Linked DNA regions of Gossypium hirsutum: region 1 is linked to region 2. The links are chromatin contacts, called in public Hi-C maps. All regions are on one chromosome and are shown on one strand. Each heading gives the region's core, a stretch centred on a gene start, on an enhancer-like site or on the middle of the called end of the contact. The rest is flanking DNA. Distances are from core to core; before and after follow the strand shown.

Region 1 (5,475 bases), core at 928-3,427, 160 kb after region 2:
GGCAACAAGTGTGAGCACATCATGTCAAAATTATTTTCAAAGGTAAACTACCCATTCACTGGATGTCTTTATTGAAACTTCCTTCACTTTCACCTTCCTCTCCCAACACCCACATTAGTGTGTTTGGAAAATCAAATTCCCAACCTGCAAGTCTCTCAAACATCCCTCTCAAGCAAAGATTTAAGCACAATTTTCACTATATCTCTTGCCCCCTTTGACCAACATTTCCCATTTCCGAATGACAACTATAAAACCTTCCGGAGATCTAAGTGGACCTAAAACATCTATTTCGGTATTTATAATATTTATTAGTTATTTATATATAGATTGGTATATACTTGTCTTTTTTTGGGCTATTTTACTTATTCGAAGTTTGTGGTTGTTCCTCTGATTAATGTCATTTCTAATATTTAAACCTACCTTCCCCCTTAAGAATGCAATATGCATTACCATTACACCCTACACTTGTTGATATATCTACTTATCATCATCACTTTAACTCTACTTATGAAGTTTTTAAGCTCCATCAATTGTGTAACAAATATTTTTCTCTTTGTATATATGTAAAAGTATTTAATGTGCCCTTTAAGACACGTTGTTAAATAATTATGGCCAAATTCTATTGTTAATTTTTTTTATGAATAAATTATAAATTTACTTTTTATATTCTATTTTAATTAGTTTTAATCTATATACTTTTTGAATTAATAAAATTTAATTTTTACATTTTTTAAAATTTGAAATTCCAATCATAAACTTTTCTCCAATTTAATTTGTTTGAGTCCTTGTATTATTATACTGACCCTAAAAACATTTTCTTCATTATTTCTCAAAAAAGACCCTAATTAATTGAAGCATTGAAGAACATCCAAAATGTACACTCGGAGGCCCCTTAATTAACTTCTTTGCAAGTCCACCCAAACTTTTAAGCTTAAAAACAACATTGGCTTGGAAAAACAGATCTTATCCAAATTTCAACTTGTCGCACAAAAATAATCAAATCCAACTTGAATAATATTTTATCATCCAATTACAAATCGCCTTCACGTTTCGTCAATTACTAAAACCAACCAACCAACCAACTCTATTTCGATTTCTAATATTTCTTATTTCAACTGCATGTCTTTTTTATTGAAAAATTAATTCATTAATCAAATGAGTTTAACCATATCCATTTCGCGGCAGTACTATTATCTGCCACTGCGGCGCACCACCGCTGCCTACATGGCTTTCAAAGCCCAAGCCGGTTCCGACACGAATTTTGATTGGTCCGACAATCATTCCCCGCCAATCAATTCCTTCCAAATGTTTGTCACCCACCGGTTTTTATCGTTACACAAGTCTTAGCCGGTGGGTTATGGACACGTGGAAAAAGACATGGCAAATTGCAGAAAAAGTGTTTTGTTTGGGTTTATTTAAATGCTGAATAGATGAGAACAAGTGCCACGTCAGACAGAAGCAGACCTCTTCAGCTCACCAAAAGCCGTTTATTTACAAAATCGACTCTTTTAAAACTGACTCTCGTCGTTTGTTACTTTCCAAGTCAGCTCGAAAAGGTCGTCCAGTTAATAATAGATATTTGTTTATAGTGGAATGTGAAATTTTAAGGAAATGCGGAGGATAAATCTGGAATAGGAATGATTAAGTTTCTTAGTGGCGTATCTCCCCCACGCACATTTCAAAATTTCTTTTCACCCAACCCGTATATAAATCAACTCACTCGTGTATCATGAATCCATTTTCTTACTCTACAAGTGCAATTCCTAATTATAACTAATACACATTCATATAACTACCAAATTACAATTATAATTAATATAAAATTAAACTAATGTCATGGATGAATTAGTAATTTCAATATATTTAAATTTAAATTTAAATAAATATGTGTGATATTTAAATCAAAATAAATTTTAGATTTAAAATTTGCACATGAAATTTACGCATTTTAAGTGCTCAGAGTTTGCCAAAACTCAAGGCCTAGTTATCATGCATTCCCATTTTTTTGGTTTTCTTTTGGTAGCTCTAGTTTTTAACATTTTTGGGAGACGTGCAAGGAAAGATATAAAGGAAGCGCGTAGGAGAAGTAAAGGCTATGTGTCACACATGTCACGACACATCAGATTTCATTGCTACGCTTTTTACGTTTTAAAGTATTTTTTTTCTCTCTTCCTTATGCTGTCTATAAAGTTCAAGACAGCCAATTTGGACATCATTGAACTAGTAGCAGCGACATACTCTGTTCTTTTCTCTTTTCTTTCATGGAAGACAACAATCATAACTCAACCTCCACCTTCGCCATGTCCTCCGCCTCTGAATTACCCGAACCAAATGTCCAGATCCTTACTTCCAGCGGCGTCCGCATCCCCGCTCACTTCAGCATCTTGGCAAGGACTCTAAATACTCTCTTTTCACTTTTTAACGATTTTATTTTTTCTTTTCATGACTTTTATTTCTTTTTTAATTTTAAAATAGGCAATGGTGTCGCCAGTGCTGGACAACATAATGGAAAGGCCAGTTAAGCATGGGAGCTCTGAGAGAGTCATCCCCATTCTCGGCGTTCCATGCGACGCCGTTACCGCTTTTATTAAATACCTCTATAATTCCATGTTAGTAAATAGTTGCTTAAGCTTTTCCGGTTTTCACCCTCCTCTAATTCTTCCAATCATAATGACGTTAAGATAGCATATACTTATAAATGTAAATATATCAAGGTGCGTGTATTATATTGGAAATGACCCCTGGTGTTGCGAATGCAATAGGTGCACGGAGGAGCAAATGGAGAAATATGGAATTCACCTGCTAGTATTATCACACGTTTATTTGGTGCCACAGCTGAAGCAGCGGTGCAGCAGGGGAGTGAGTCAGCGGCTGACGGTGGAGAATGCGGTGGACGTGCTCCAACTCGCCAGGCTCTGCGACGTACCCGACCTTTACCTCAAGTGCTTGAAGCAGGTCACCGCCCGTTTCAAAGCTGTCGAGCAAACCGAAGGCTGGAAATTCATGCAGGAACATGATCCCTGGCTCGAGCTCCACATTCTCCGATTTATGGACGAAGCTGAATCGGTAAATTTTAAAAACAAATATTTATCATAATATTACCCAAATTAAGAATTTAAATTATAATCCCAACATGATTAGATTAGAGATATCTAGTTGAATCTCATTTCATCTATCAAATATTTTTCCGTTTTATGATTTATATTTCCTTAAAAATACAATATCTCTTGTTAATTGATATATCTATATTTATAGATTGTTAACTTATTGGATTTTTTTTTCATTTTTTAAAAATAATATTTTTATTTAGTACGTTTTAATTTTGTATAATTTTTTTGAATTTTTAAATAATATTTATATTATAATATCATATATTTAATTTTTATGTGATATAAATAAGTAAAAAAATTAGTAAGTCTAATCTACCTCAACTCTTAAATTTAAGTCTGTAATATCTTTTAACTGAATTTTAATTTTCATCCAAACTACTTAATATTTCTATTCAAATGCTTTAAAATATTAACCAAAGTTTGGAGTGTATTGGTTACGAATGGTTTGTGAACATTGTTTTGGCAGAAAAAAAAAGAGAAGGTGGCGTCAGAGGAAAGAACAGCGCTTGTATTTACAACTAAGCGACGGACTCGAGTGTTTGGAGCACATTTGCAGGGAAGGGTGCACAACGGTGGGGCCGTACGACGTCGAGACGGCAAAGAAACCGAGCCCCTGCGACAAGTACGCGACGTGCCAAGGTGTCCAGATGTTGATAAAGCATTTGGTTTTGTGTAAGAGAAGGGCAAGTGGCGTAGGCTGCTGTCGCTGCAACCGCATGTGGCAGCTCCTTAGACTCCATTCCTCCATCTGTGATCACCCTGATTCTTGCAGGGTTCCACTTTACAGGTTATTTCCATTATTATTTCACTTGTTATGGTTTTATTATATTCATCATTTAATTAGACAGCACATTTTTATTGTCAAGATTTTGGGTTTTCGATGAACCAATCTTTTGGACAGCCGACTGAAAATTTGTCAATTCTTACAACTGGCAAATATAATTATTATTGATGGTGTTGGTAGGCTGGTAGCTTGTTTTGTTATCAGAAAAATAACACACTGACTTCTTGTCCTGCTCTTAAAATATCATTCATCCCGTCGGCTATTTATTAACAAGTTCTCCCATCTTTGTCATTTTCTTCATTAATTGGGTCCCTTTTTTCTTCCCTTTCAATTTAACCATGAATGACCATAAACTAAAATATCTATTTCTCACAGATAAATTTAATTTTTAGAACTTTTTCATATAGTTTTCAAACTTATAACTGAATATAAAGTTGCTATTTGTTCGAATTAACTGGCTGAATCAATATATTAGGACAGTTAGCGTTGACAGGCAATTCAAATGGAAAGCACAACAGAAAATGGGAGAGGATGCGAAGTGGAAGCTGCTTGTGAAGAAGGTCTGCTCGGCCAAAGCTATGTTGTCGCTGTCTCTACCCAAGAGAAAGAGAGAGGAGGAGCTGAAGGAAACAATGGGCAGAACTGCTCATGCATTGAAAACCTTCAGATTATATTGAGCTTCCATGGAAATTAAGAACTTGGTGCCTGTAAAAATAGTCCAGTGAGTCAAACCTTTTGATCCTTATGAGTTGAAATTATGTCCTTGTGAGTTGTCTTTTTTTTTTTCTGGCTAGCTAGCTTCAGTGGGTGAGATGAGGGCAGTAAGCTAAATTGTTCGATCCGTATGGGTGGAAATTATGTGGTTGTGAGATGTTTTTCTTGGCTAGCTATAGATTTTTTTTATTTAATAGAAATTTAGCAACGTTTTGGGATTACATAGAATTTTAGCTTGAATTATGTGGTCGAGAGTTTGAGTATGTTGTATGGAGTGTCTGCTTGTAATATTATAAACCTGTCCAATTAGTGCATGTGAAAAGGTTTTGGTCGAAAATGACTCAAATTATTAAAAACATGAAAATTTGGGATTAGTTTGAAATTTCCAATTCAATTTACAATTTTTAATCAACAAACTAAAGAAGTATTGCATTATGTTCAAAAAAAAAAAAGAATTACTACATTAATAGACATAAAGGCAAAAAAACCCCCTCAAATATTGGATGTTAACTTGAAATATTTTTTTATGATGTGTTATTATTACAATTACTATACTTAACATTTAATTTGGAATTGCTCGTTGATACATACTGTATCAACAAAGATGGAGGAGGAGGACAAGAGGCAGTGTCAAAAAATGTCGATTCATCATTTTAGGATTAAGAGTTGAAAATATAGAAAGACTCAGGATAAATGCTTAGTGTATTAGGGTTTTGAGTGGAGAGGAGTCACCTTATAATGTTGATACATTTGGATATTTATAGGAGAGTGACGGTTCCTACCCAATTATGCCACTTAATGGGTCAATGGGCCTTGGATGGCCTAATAGAGGGTCCAACTGGGTCCAATTTGAAGTAGGAATATAAT
Region 2 (5,398 bases), core at 2,035-4,534:
ATACATGTGAAACTCTAATTGTGGTTCAAATGTATACTCCAAACTTTAATTTTGATAATTATACACATTTAAAGAAACAAATACATCAATTTATTTTATATTAGATAAATATAATTATTTATGTATGCAACATATAAACATAAAATGATGTTATATCAATGATTGTGTTAATAATTTATAAGAATTGGATCAAATCAAAATTTCATGTATAAAATTACACAAAATCAAAGTTCATGTAAACAATTGCGCATTAAACTATAGTTCATGTATAATTTTGGTCTTTATCCCTAAATTTTATTTTATTTATTTTAATATTATATTATCCTGTAAAAATTTTACATTTGAAATTTGACTTTTGTTTAGAATAAGGTGAAATGTTTAAAAATTAAAGATAAAATGTAAAATATATTATTTATATAATTTAAAATCTATATTTACCAAAAAAATTAATTATATTGTGTAATTAATTTTAAGTAATGTCCAAACAAATTTTATAACATACTTTAATTTTTAATACTTAAATTTTCAATATTTATTTATTTTTTAATTTATCAAACACCATCTTAGTAAATATTTAATTTTATAATTATTTTTGAATTTCATTAACTTTGTTACACTGGGTGCTAAAGTCTTATTTTATGATTTTATATTAATATTAAAAAATTCTCTCCCCCTATTGTCCCTCTATATCCCAGTATTGACGTGGCACGATATAATTAATTAATGATTTTTTTAACTGTGTTAAGAATTGAGATAACTTAGATAATAATAATAATAAAAAAGTATAGTTTTGAGATCATGAATTCATATCAATCTATCGTTTTCTGTCAAATATATTAATACCTTTCTTCATAATTCCAGCACAAATGTGAGGTTGCCATCACATTGAGTGGGGCGATTTTATTTGAAATAAATAAAATAAAATTTATATTTAAATTAATTGAATCAAGTTATTTGAATTAATTCGAGTTAAGTTGAACTTTACAATTTAAATAATTCGAATAAAAGATTGGTGTAAATATCCCTTTAATCTCTGTTAATTTTGAAAATAAATAAATTGGTCTCTCTTTCAATAAAAATTTCAAAAAAATTTTAAAATAATTTTTAAAACTTAAATATTTCTAAAGTAATATTTTTGGGACATAAATAAGTTAATTAATGATTCAAGTTGATCATACTAGAATATATTATTATTATTATTCTTATTATTATTATTATTTTGCTTTGAAATTTTTTTAAATATATATGGTTTCAAATTTATGTGCTCTAACATGTAATTAGTTATACTGTAACAAGATTTTAATTTGACATGTTTAATATTTTAAGTTATCTTGAACAATTTGACTCGACTCGAATTTTATTCCAATCAACTTGATTCGAAAAAAATTTTAAATCAAGTAAAGATGATAAAATAGAACTCGTCGACTTGAAATTTTTTTATCCGATTCAATTAAAAGCTGACTTGTATCGGAACTAGGAATCAGCTCCTTGTGATAGATATTACCATCAGCAACAAAAAAAGTCCTTACCATCTCTTAATTGCCAATCAAGTCCCTTAATCAACAGATCTCTTCCAAGCCCAAGAATGAATGATTTTTTCCTTCCTCTTCCAAACCCAATTTATAAATGTTACAGCTAGCGTGGTTTTTTACTGGGTTGAATTATGGTTTGGGGAAAAGAATTGAAAGCAGATTGTTGTGGGGCTGTGCGGACCGTGGGCTTTCTAAAGGGTTTTGGTGGATGCGTTTGAAACCAGAAAATAGAAAATATATAAAATAGGAGACGAATGACTGATTAATGCGAAAACGTCTCTCCTATTTTGTGATTGGTGTTGAGTCTAAAATGTCGATTTGCTAGTTAGTGATCAATAATTGCGAATCCCGATGCTTTAATTCACAATTGCACCACTAGAATATAGGTTATTCATTTTTGGATTATCAACTTAATGGACATACTATCCATTAAATTATAAGTGAAATTTGAACGACTCAAATTATAAATAGAAATATTATTAGTAAAACGCATTATTAAAGGGGTGGGCATGACTTTAAAAGTATCGTAAGACATCATATATTCCCGAGTCACCCAACCAATAAATTGCACTCTTCACCCGGCTACTTTACCACTCATGGAGATAATTTACGGATGGTATCAAAATATAGTTACTTTATAACTTGTCTCTCAACTAAGGGACTATTATATCCCTACCTCAATTTAAACTTGGTTGGGCTTGGAACCTCCATTGAGCACTCACATCTACTATAAATAACCTAAGATATCACTTAGTAAGAGGATACCTTTCCGCACAAAACCCTAATATATTAAGCATTCATCTGGAGTCTTTCTACTTGTTCGACTTTCGGTCCTAGAATGGGTGAATTGACCTTAATTCTTTGACTCAAGCCCCTTTCCTTCTTCTCCAGTTCCATTAATATTGTGCATCCCTAAACTAGGGGAAGGGTTAGTTCAATTATCAATTTTTTCATACTGCTTTTAGGTTTTGGCCTTTGGGGTTTATTTTGACAAAATAAGTTTTGTTGAAGGGTTTGGACAATATTTTATAAAGTACTCTATAAAAGTTTAAGTAATAAAGATAAACAACTCTTATATTATATTTTTAAAATTATTTTTATAGGATTTTAGTTTATTTTATTTGTTTTAAATATAAAATATTTATTTTTACATCTTAAAACTCGGTTCGGTTCGGGTAACTGCAATTTTTTAACTTATATTCTAAAAATTATCCAAACACCTTAGTGCAGATTAGATTTCTATTTCTCGGCATTTATTGCTTAGCCCTACTTAAATGATTTTTTTTTGCCTCATCTTACCTGAAAAGTGTATATATAGCATCTAATAAGAATGTGTCTCATGTCATGTTCTTAATGGTTAATACGTTTTTTGAGTAAACCGAGACAAAATAGACAACTTAGGGATAACTTCGACACCTTAGGTACTAATTTGAGAATTTAGGTATAATTTAAGGACAAATTTATTAATTAAGCTAAAACATATTAAAAGACTTATAAATAGGTTTGAATATTTGATGCATTATCAGTAACCAAACAACAATATAATACCTCATTGGTGAAATAAAAAAAAATAGAGAACTTATAAATAAATAAACTTTGTTTAAACCTAAACTCAAATCCTAAACCCTAAACTTAAAATTCAAAAAAAAATAATATTATTATTCACTAATAATTGAGAAAAACATGGGATATTATCCTTACAAATAAACATCCATAGGCAACCAACTTTTTTTTTTTGAGTAACAATACATCAAATATAAATGGTATAAACAAGGTTCCAGAAGAGTTAGTTTAAGCCCCCTTCGTTGTTTTATCAGATCCGAAAGCAGATTATTGACCACAGAAATGTGTGTGTTCCGCATTAGCTGAGATAAACAACAAAGGAAAGAGAACCACAAGTGTTTTCTAACAAAATAAACAATATCGTAGGGACCGTAATGCTGACTTTTTTTCTTTTTTTTTTAAAAATTATTTAAATTCATGCGCGCTGATCCCAGAATTGCACACGCCCATCTCTTTCATCTTTCATACAGCAATTTGTGGAATATGGTAAGGGATATCTCCAGTTTTCTGCAACTTTTAGAACAATATGAAATCTTTTTCATTTCATGTCCCCTGTTCTTCTCCTTGTTGGCCATCTTCGTGGTCGTCTTCATTCGTACCACTAACAAAAGAAACCTCTTATTGCCACCGTCGCCGCCGAAACTCCCAATCATCGGAAACCTCCACAACATCGGACGCTACCCTCATCGCTCACTCAAGTCCTTAGCTCAACGGTTCGGTCCTCTCATGTCGCTACGCTTCGGCAATTTCCCCATACTCGTCGTCTCCTCCGCTGATGCTGCCTCTGAGATCAAGAAAACTCATGACTTGACATTCGTAAACAGACCGAAACGCAGCCTCTTTCAAAAGCTTCTTTATGACTACAAAGACGTGGCGTCGGCACCTTACGGTGAGTATTGGAGGCAAATGAAAAGTATATGCGTAGTAAATCTTTTGAGTAACAGAAGGGATAAATCTTATCAAGGTGTGCGAGAAGAAGAAACGGCTCTAGCAGTGGAGAAGATCGAAAAGTCTAGCTCTTTGTGTTCCCCGGTGAATCTAAGCGAACTCTTTTCCGCAACCACCAACAACGTCATCTGCAGAATCGCTTTAGGAAGAAAATACAGTGAAGATACCAACAAGTTTGGTAAGCTTTTGAATGAGTTTACGGAGTTGTTGGGTACTCCGGATGTTGGGGATTATCTTCCATGGCTTGCATGGTTAAGCCATGTTAATGGACTCCATGGTAAAGCCGAGAAAGTGGCGAAGGAGTTAGATGAATTTCTGGATGGAGTGCTCGAAGAACATATGAATCGGCATGACAGACACTTAAATGATCATGCAGGGATCCAAGGTGAATATCAAAAAGACTTTGTGGATATTTTGCTGGAGATTCAGAGGGAAAACACAGTTGGCTTCCCTTTAGAAAAAATCAGCCTTAAGGCTCTTATCTTGGTAAGAACTAACAAGTTAATTTTTCATATATGTTAGCATAACGTATCTGCTTATACTGTTGCTTTCACTGTAAAGAGAATTATATATATATACACACTACAGTTCCAGAACTTCTGCTGAAGTGGATATCTTTCCAGGATATCTTTGCAGCCGGTACCGATACGACATACGTGGTCCTGGAGTGGGCAATGACAGAACTCTTAAGGCACCCCAAGATAATGAAGAAACTTCAAAACGAGGTCAGGAATGTTTCTGCTGAAAATTCAAGCATATCAGTGGATGATCTCGATAACATGCGCTACCTAAAAGCAGTGATCAAAGAGACTCTTCGTTTACATCCTCCGATTCCCTTGCTGCTTCCAACAATATCTACAAAAGACGTCAAGCTCAAGGGCTATGACATTATCCAAGGAACTCAAGTTATCATCAATGCTTGGGCAATCGGAAGAGACCTTGCGTCATGGGAGAATCCGGAAGAGTTTCTTCCAGACAGGTTCTTGGATAATTCCATAGATTTCAAAGGACAACATTTCGAGCTGATTCCATTCGGCTCTGGAAGGAGGATTTGTCCGGGAATCTTGTTTGCAATCGCAATAAATGAGCTTCTCTTAGCAAATCTTGTGCACAAGTTTGATTGGTCATTGCCTGGTGGAGCAAAAGAGAAGGATTTAGACATGACCGAAACCGGCGGCCTTACCATACGGAAAAAATCTCCTCTAATCGCTGTAGCGAATAGATGTTCTTTCTAGTGCAAAGCCTCGTCTGTTACAGTAAGTATTCTAAGTTACATGTGCTTGCAAATCTATGCATGTTATTTTCCTTGCCATAATGCATTAAATTTCTCTACTTGTAGCATCTGAAAACTAGAT

The links. Hi-C and Micro-C count contacts between places; a contact is called where the count stands out from the background.
Region 1: a Hi-C map of leaf shows a contact between it and region 2, with 2.1 times the contacts expected there. The contact joins the promoter of LOC107944048 here to the promoter of LOC107946578 in region 2. A contact is called at or near these places in 4 of 34 Hi-C or Micro-C datasets (callus and leaf).

What each region holds. Positions count from the first base shown.
Region 1 is chrD12:54,128,777-54,134,251 of Gossypium_hirsutum_v2.1, forward strand. It overlaps LOC107944048 (BTB/POZ and TAZ domain-containing protein 1), which reads left to right and starts at 2,178. Exons shown (of 5, transcript XM_041107183.1): 1 at 2,178-2,387; 2 at 2,476-2,609; 3 at 2,763-3,066; 4 at 3,587-3,897; 5 at 4,388-4,982. The coding sequence starts at 2,262. The coding sequence ends at 4,571.
Region 2 is chrD12:53,968,220-53,973,617 of Gossypium_hirsutum_v2.1, forward strand. It overlaps LOC107946578 (cytochrome P450 736A117), which reads left to right and starts at 3,285. Exons shown (of 2, transcript XM_016880972.2): 1 at 3,285-4,529; 2 at 4,667-5,398. The coding sequence starts at 3,513. The coding sequence ends at 5,278. LOC107946579 (rhodanese-like domain-containing protein 11, chloroplastic) reads right to left here. Exons shown (of 10, transcript XM_016880973.2): 10 at 5,398.